Regions from separate parts of the Mus musculus genome. Here region 1 is linked to region 2. A link is a contact called in public HiChIP or PLAC-seq data. All regions are on one chromosome and are shown on one strand. The core of a region is the stretch at or near the end of the contact, and the rest is flanking DNA. Distances in the headings are between cores, read along the strand shown. Region 1 holds the start of 6430628N08Rik (RIKEN cDNA 6430628N08 gene). Region 2 has its middle 15 kb from the start of Dmbx1.

Region 1 (3,838 bases), core at 91-2,590, 64 kb after region 2:
ATACATGGCCTACAAGGGCCACGCTAGTCTGGTTTCTGTCCCATCATGTTCCTGCCTCTCTATCCATCATTGTCACCAGTGACCCCTTGTCACTGAGCTTAGTGAACATTGTTCAGCATTTACTTTCTGCTTTTGAAGCTACCTGAGCCATACTTCCTGGGAACACTGCCTCTTGATGTAGATTTCTTTACTGTTGCCCTTTTCCACAAAGGTTGCAAACTCAGGACCCAAGCTTGGCCCTGGTCCCTCCTTCATCCTCAGGCTCCCTACTATACACCTGCAACCCCTCTTGGGACCTCTTAGATCCCTGCCACGGATCTTTGCAGTCCATTCTTTTTTCTCTTCTCCCAGTAATTCACCTTGTTCATCCCCCATTTCTCATTGTTAAACCCGTCCTGGACCCTCTGCTGCTCCCTGAGCTCAGACTCCTCCAGGAAGCCCTCTTGACTCTTCTCTGCTGGGGCTGAGCTCACCAGCGGGTCTCCAAGTCAGCTCTGTCCTCAGCTAGTTCCCCCAGCTCTGCCTTCCTGTGCAGACGGTGTGCCACTCAGCTCAGGGTCCCCTAGTCATAGGGCTTCCTGTGTCGAGGACTGTAGGCCCATCGAGGTACCTGTCTCTTCTCAGTGCTCCATGATTATTAGCGACACAAAGGGAAAGGGAACACTGCTGGGAGAAGCCAGGGAAGGCTGCCTTCCGGGCTTCACTTGTCTCTCAGATTTGGAGTTGCTATCTGCCAGCTTCTCTCAGCTTTGGGCATTGGAGAAAGCAAAGGAAGCTACAGGGTAGAGTCAACTGTTAAGAGCAGCAGGGACCAGGGCAGAGTAGGGGAGTCATGGCAGCCAATCTGTCTCCTGTTCTCTTATCCTCCTTTCTCTTTTAAACTTGTTTTCTCAAGACCAGAGGTCCTGGCCCCTTGTCTGGTACCTTCCCATCTCTCGGAGTTCAGAGCAGGATAAGCATCTCCCCCTTTCCTTCAGCAACCCTCCCAGAGTCCTTGCCCACTCATTAGCACCCTCTTCCCCCATTTCCTGCAACTTCACTTGCCTGAGAGTGTGGACACTTCCCTGCAGTGACCCTGCTGGCCCCTGAGGGGAGTCCAGGTGTCCTGTGTTAGAGGGGTTGGTCCAGCTCGAGTCGCGGGATCCGTGCCTCGCCTGGGAGAGCTGGATCAGCCAAACGACCCACCGCGGGTAGGGGATCCGGGAGAAGGGAGATGAGCGGTCAGTTCCTCTCTGTCGACTCTCAGCGGCTTCAGTGGAGACCGTGGCAGCATCGGCGGTGAGTGGGAGGCAGCGGCGCGGCGCGGGCTGGGTCAGCAGAGCCTGGCTGTGGTCTACTGCAACCTCGCGCTGCGGGCGGAGCCCCTTCCCAGTGTGGGCTGCCAACCTCGTCGGGCTCCCACCAGTTGCCTCCAGCCGAGAAGCCTCGCACACGCCCTTCTCGCCTTCGCTCCTTTGAGTTCGTGGGTTGTGAGCACCGGAGCAACTAATTCCCCACCGCCCACGCTGTCTAGGCTGTAGTTTTTCCCACCCTGCGTGGAAACGGTGCAGCTCCTTTCAGGACGCCCCTGCCTGCATTCTCTAGCATTTCTGCAGCCCTAGTACGAGGGAGGGGGAGACAGAGTTTTCCCAGAGGTGAAACTTTGTTGTTGGTTTCAGCACCACTCCCCTAATTAGCCATGGGCCCAGCACTCTAGAAAGGGGCGTGGCCACGTGTCCCTAAATGGAAGTCTAGAGGCAGCTTACACTGGATTTTATTGCAGAGGCCTAGATGGACATGGAAGAGTATGGCTGGAGGACATCTCTGCCCACTGTCCCTTCATTCATCCATTCACAAATCCACCTGATGTGTCTACAGAGGATGGGCCAGTGATGATCTGGCACAGCCGTTAGGCCCAAGGCTCCCAGCTTCTTGCTCTGCCCCTGGAGGCCTGAACTAAGATGAGAGTCTCATTTCCACTTCCTTAGTGAGCCATTCTCCTTCAGAGAGATCCAGTGAGGGTGTGACTCCAGGGGGCTACCTAGATCCAGCATCACCCAGCTTTGGTTTACTGCTGTGTTCTCTGGACCAGCTCAGTTATGGCCCAGGGCTCAGGTGTTGGGACTTCTAGAAAGACCCATTTTCCTTTCTGAGTAGACTCCTGGAAGAGATCCCCTTCCCACTGTCCACTCCTATATCCATTAGGACCACTGGAGCGTTCTGTTGCTGCTCAAGTACTAACCAAGAACTACATAAACTACTGCAAGCTTGGCCCACCTCCTCTCTTCTCCAAAAGGACCATGAGAGAAGGTTTGCCTCACAGGGGCCACTGGGGAGGTTGTATCTAAAGATCCACGTGCGCTGGAGGAATGGTTTCAGAAAGCTCACAGCAGGGAAAAGAGGGGGATGGTAGGGGAAGGCCTCCAGAACTCCCACTCACCTCAAGACTCTGCCAGCTTCTCCAATGAATGTAGCTCTTGCTTTTTTCCTGTGATTTTATTTTAATTTATTCCTTAATGGTCACAAATACTTGTTTATGCCTGGCCTCTCAGGTATCAGGCTTACTGTATCCTATTTTAGGGTTATCATGCCTGGGAGGGTCAAATAGTCAGGAGCCACCTTATCCATGGGCTTAGGATATTATCTGCTATTCCCACCATCTGCCTTTGGGCATTTCTTTGAAGCACAGAGGTCAAGAGTGAAGACAAATAGGAGGAAGGGGTGTTCCTTGTCTATCAGGGAAGGGGTGGGTGGTGATGGGGCTGAGAAGGAGGAAGAGACAAGTGAAGAGGAGCAGGCAAAAGTGGGGAGAAAGCTGGAGGAACCAGTCTCTACAGCTGACCAGCATTGGTGAAAAATCACCCCTTGTGGATGTTAGTCCATTGCTGGCAGGGAGCTGAGCTCTGTGGCTATGCAGAGAGGAGACCTGGAGGCAGAGCTTGTCTCCATGACTTTTTCTGGGCACCTAATGAGTCCTTTATCCTGAGATATCTCAGCTTTCTCATCTGCTCAAGATGGGCTCTCCCATGTCCCTGTTTCCCAAAGCCTAGCTTTCTGCTCTCATGCTTAACAAAGAGAAACAGACCACAGCCACTCAAGTGACCAGCTCCCCTTGGAACTACTGGAGCAATGTCAGAGAAGGCTTCTGAGAAGAGTCATCTGCATTGGTCCTGCAAGAATAAGACTGTTTCCAGTTTGTTTTCTCAAAGCAAGACAAGGAGGATGTCTGTGGAGATCAGACAATATTGCTGTTCCTGGAGCTAAAGGCATGGAGGCTGTGGCAGCCTTCTGCTGGGCATGTGCACCTGAACCTCCCTACCTGAAACCTTGCTGTGGAGAGACCAGAATGTACCTCCCCAGGAAAGCCTAGTGGGCAGGTTTTTTCAACCTAATTTAAGCCACTAGCATTTGCTGAGCAGCCACTATGTGCCCTGACTTGTGCTGGGGATTGGGGGGGGGCATCACTCATCATATTTACGTAGGCTTGAGAATTGATTTTGTGAGCGCTAGGGATAGAGCTGAGTAGAGTGATTGCCTAGTGTGTACAAGACCCTAGGTTCAGTACGCATAACAGAGAACACATAAAATTGCTAACTTTAGCTAGAAATCATTGAACACATAAGATAAGCTTAGGCTATGAGATCCTGTCTTAAAACAAACACAAATGTCTTTGTGAAAAAGAATTCAAGCCTTGCTGGAGGTTCTGAGAGGGGGTGGGGTGGGGTCACAGGCTGCTAGAACAGGACATGGGAGCCATGTAGCTATGGTATTCTGAGATAGCCTTCTAGAGAACACAAGGGACCTTCTTCTTGCAAAGAAGATTGGGAAGAATAGGAGATGGGGTATTGGGAGGGCTGTG
Region 2 (3,763 bases), core at 671-3,170:
CACAGGAGTCTTCTGGGGTCTAGTCAGTTGGTGAGTTCCACGTTCAGTGAGAGATCCTCAAAGCGTACACAGGAGAGTGATAAAAGAAGATATTAGATGTCTTTCTATGGCTTTCATAAGAGCATATTACATAAAAGACAGATGTACGTAGAAGTATACAACACACACATGCACACATGCACACATGCACACATGCACAAATGCACAAGCACTAGCTATGTTGCAAGGTCTGAGTTTAATCCCAATTACTACAAAAAAAGAAGAAAGAAAGAAAGAAAGAAAGAAAGGAAGGAAGAAAGAAAGAGAAAAAGAAAAAAGAAAAAAAAACAAACAAACAACAGCACAGAAAAGAAAGCTTGGGCACCATGTGCCCTGCAGTGCTCTAAGCGGCTCACAGGTGGTGACTTGTTTAATTACTAAGCCCCTTACAGTGACTTGTTTAATTACTAAGCCCCTTACAGTAGCTAATACCATATCCATGCTAAAGGTGATGATGCTACAGGCTCAGAAGATAATACAGCTAGGAACCATAGGAACTCTCAGGGCTAAGATCTTCATCAGACATCAGATGGTGATGATAGTGATGATAGAACTGGCTGGCTGGGTAGAGCAATGGTGAGCACTGTGTACAAGCAGAAACAGGGTTGGGTTGCAGGGATTAGGGATGCCCATGAGGGTGGCTTGGGTGGCGGTCGGTGGCATTAAAGGAGGAGGTGAAGGTGATGGTGGTATGCAAGGCATAAGAACAACATTCACTGTCACCTATAATCCCAGCACCTGGGAGGCTGAGCCAGGAGTATTTTGAGTTTGAGGCCAGGTTGGGTTGCCTAGTGAAACTCTGGGGAAAGAAAAGAAAAGAAAGGAAAGGAAAGAAAAGAAAGGAAAGGAAAGGAAAGGAAAGGAAAGGAAAGGAAAGGAAAGGAAAGGAAAGGAAAAGGAAAGGAAAAGAAAAGAAAAGAAAAGAAATGAAAAAAAAGAAAAAAACCCAAAACCCTGAAAAACACGTAGTGGCTGAGCTCAGCTTTTTGGTTGGAGGATCACACTCTTCCAGGTTTTTTAGGCCTCTGGGAGGACTGATTTTCAGTAAGACTGAAGTCAAGGAGGGAGCAAAAATATCTTGTTCTATTGATCAACTAGGATCTTTGGGTCCCGGGTAGTGAAAAGGACAGAGGGAGGCAGACAGTGCTGCAGGGGCAGCTGGAGCTTGCCTTGCCCGGTTTCTTCCTGCTTCTCCTGGCCTTTGTCACTCTCTAAGCCCAGTATGTCTGCTCCTAAGAGTGGTCCCCACTAACGGTGCAGACAATGCCATAGGTAAGCCACCCATCCCATTATGGAACTCTGCTGGCCTTGTCTGCCCAGCGCAGGCCTGCCTGCTTCTTTCTGGCTGCTGCACTGAGCAGCAGTCTTAATAGAGAATCCGCCTCTGCGCTGCGGCTCCCCGCCCGCCCGCCCATCCCTATTATCGGCACCATCAACGGCGGCAAATGACACTCTCGGAATCTTGACTCCAATCTGATGCCTGGTCCCCGGGGCCGAGGAGAGGCGCAGGCCAGCTAGGCTGGGGGGCTGGGGAGGGGGTGTGCAGTAATAGGATGTGGCCGAGGATAGTCTATTAGCATTGCTGGAAATGTTGATGAGCCCCCTTTCTGGCCCCTTGTCGTCCCATCCTCGCTCAGCCAGACACTGAGGAGGCCTTGGTGGGGGTGGGGGGAATAGTTTGTGGGGCTGGGGCTGGGGTCCAGATATCAAGCTCCCTTGGGGACCATAGACCTTAGAGGAAGGTCAAGAAAATAGTTTATTTAGCCTTTTAGCCTTCTGACCACTGATCTGGGAGGAAGAGGGAGTGGGGTCCTTTCTAGCAGGGAGCACGTGATTTTTCCATTTCCAAAACAATGGGTCCTGGGGCTTCAGGTCTGGAAGGAGCCCCAAGGAGCAGTCCTCCCACCCACTCTCCCTTTTCCGGCCTCTTGAAAGTAAGCTGTTCAGTTCCTCCCTGGGATGCTTGCTAAGTGTTTCCTCTTTGGGAGTTCTGATTGGCTTTTCTCAGTATCAGCATCCTGAGATGCCTAGAGGTCACCTACCCACAAGACAGCTTCCCTGGGTTTGGAGAGGAAGTTAGGTCTCAAGCCTGTTTTCCTGGGCTACCTCAGTTCCTCATGGCTGCAGATCTGTTGGCCTGTGTGTAATGTGTTTATGGAAGGGTAGTAAAAGGCTGAGCCCAACCACAAGGTACAGAAGAGGCAGGGGAGATAGTGGGTAGAACCCCGGATGCATGAATGCAGAATAGTCGGATTCTAACCCAGTCCAGTTGCTTTGAGACCCTAGGAGAGCTACACACTGTCATCCTAAGTGCTTCTCCTTGCCCTGCCCTCTCTTCAACTGTCCTTTTTAGGATGATGAGCTAGGAGAGGTGGCACACACCCATATCCCAGTACCTGGGTTAGAACCACCAGGAGTTCAAGGTCATTATCAGCTACATAGTGAGTTCAAGGCCAGCCCAGGCTCCATGAGCCCTTGTCAAACAAACAAACAAACAAGCAAACAAACAAACAAAACTGGACCCCAAATTTGAAGAGAAAACGAAGCCCCTCAGGAGACTGAGGAGTTCTAATAGCTCATTGCTTTGGGAAGCCATGCATTTGGGGCTCGATGATATACAATAGAGTCAAGTTAACACCTCTCTTCTGTCCATGAAAACAGCTTGAAGGGGATGGGAGAAAATGAAGCAAAATGTAGAATGTGGTGTTGGGCCTGGCTCTATGGGACAGGCAAATGGGTGAGAGGGTAGAAGGCCTATCCTGTCTGGCTCTGTCCTATCCTGAAGGGTGTCTGACAAGTTGGAAGCCAGAGCACCTAGGCCAGCAAGACTGAACTTCTTAAAGCCCAGCTTTGCCAGAAGAAGAAGAGGTTGGACTAGCTGATCCAGGAAGGGGAAGAAAGAGCCATAGCCAGCTCTCCCCTCCCCCAAGCCTGGGCTTCTAAGCATCACGCCGAACTCAATCTGTTCTGCCCACTGCTTCCACCATGCCCCAGAGTCCAGAGGCCACAGACGGTCAAGCTGTTTGCCTCTGCTGAGTGGCTGCCCTCGGTGCCCCCAGCAGGGGCCTGGCCATCAGTCACAGGGCTGGCAGTCCTCAGGGCTGGACATAGAGCCTTATGGGCAGGGATAGATGTAGACTGTGGGTAGAAGGCAGCAGGGGGCACGGTCTCCTGGGCCCCCTTGGTGGCCTCTGTTCCCTTTGCAGCCCCCCTGCCCCTGCTTCTTTCTTCCTCTCTTCACTTGTGCCCGCCCATCTTGCCTTTCCCCACCTCCCAGCACCTGCCAGCCTCACCTGTCTGGTTCAGCACGCTCTTCTCTCTGTGTCCCTTCTTCCTTCTTTCATTAGACTCTCTTCTCTTTGCTTCCAATTCCACAGTCTATGGGTCACATTGACCCAGGTTTAGTGTTTGCTTGTCTTGAGACATGGTTTATTTATGTAGTCCTGGCTGTCCTGGAGCTTGATATGTAGACCAGAATGCCCTTTGAACTCACAGAGATCCACCTGCCTCTGGATCCCAAGTGCTGGGATTAAAGCTGTACGCCACCTTGCCTTGTCGTCCACTCTTGCTTTTAGTTTGTGAGGCCTCTATTCAGCCTGACCATCTCTGTCTCCCAGCTAACTATAGAGGATTATGACCCGGTGATATAAGGGTTTTTTTTGATCCAGCCTAGGACTTCCAGGGCAGAGGAAGAAGCCTTGCACTCTGGAGGATGCAGAGAAAA

The links. HiChIP or PLAC-seq counts read pairs in DNA pulled down with a chosen protein or histone mark.
Region 1: an H3K4me3 HiChIP or PLAC-seq map of embryonic stem cells shows a contact between it and region 2, with 20 read pairs. The contact joins the promoter of 6430628N08Rik here to the enhancer-like site in region 2. A contact is called at or near these places in 22 of 39 promoter capture datasets (the 3T3-L1 cell line, 3T3-L1-derived adipocytes, the C10 cell line and 13 more), 10 of 15 datasets of contacts at CTCF or cohesin (CD8 T cells, the G1E-ER4 cell line, the NIH/3T3 cell line and 4 more), 128 of 484 Hi-C or Micro-C datasets (2-cell embryo, 3T3-L1-derived adipocytes, the 4T1 cell line and 70 more), 24 of 115 datasets of contacts at active chromatin or transcription factors (astrocytes, a beta-TC-6 cell line, bone marrow-derived macrophages and 11 more) and 5 of 9 other capture datasets (adipose tissue, embryonic tail, liver and 2 more).

What each region holds. Positions count from the first base shown.
Region 1 is chr4:115,888,168-115,892,005 of GRCm38.p6, reverse strand. It overlaps 6430628N08Rik (RIKEN cDNA 6430628N08 gene), which reads right to left and starts at 1,340. Exons shown (of 2, transcript NM_001357060.1): 1 at 1,045-1,340.
Region 2 is chr4:115,953,033-115,956,795 of GRCm38.p6, reverse strand. No RefSeq gene overlaps it. Among named protein-coding and RNA genes, the nearest start is that of Dmbx1, 15 kb to the right of the region's middle. Within about 2 kb of position 1,920, at least 6 of the 459 cell types and tissues checked have an H3K27ac peak or open chromatin away from gene starts, as enhancers often do. A contact at or near this core is called in embryonic stem cells, where this site is marked.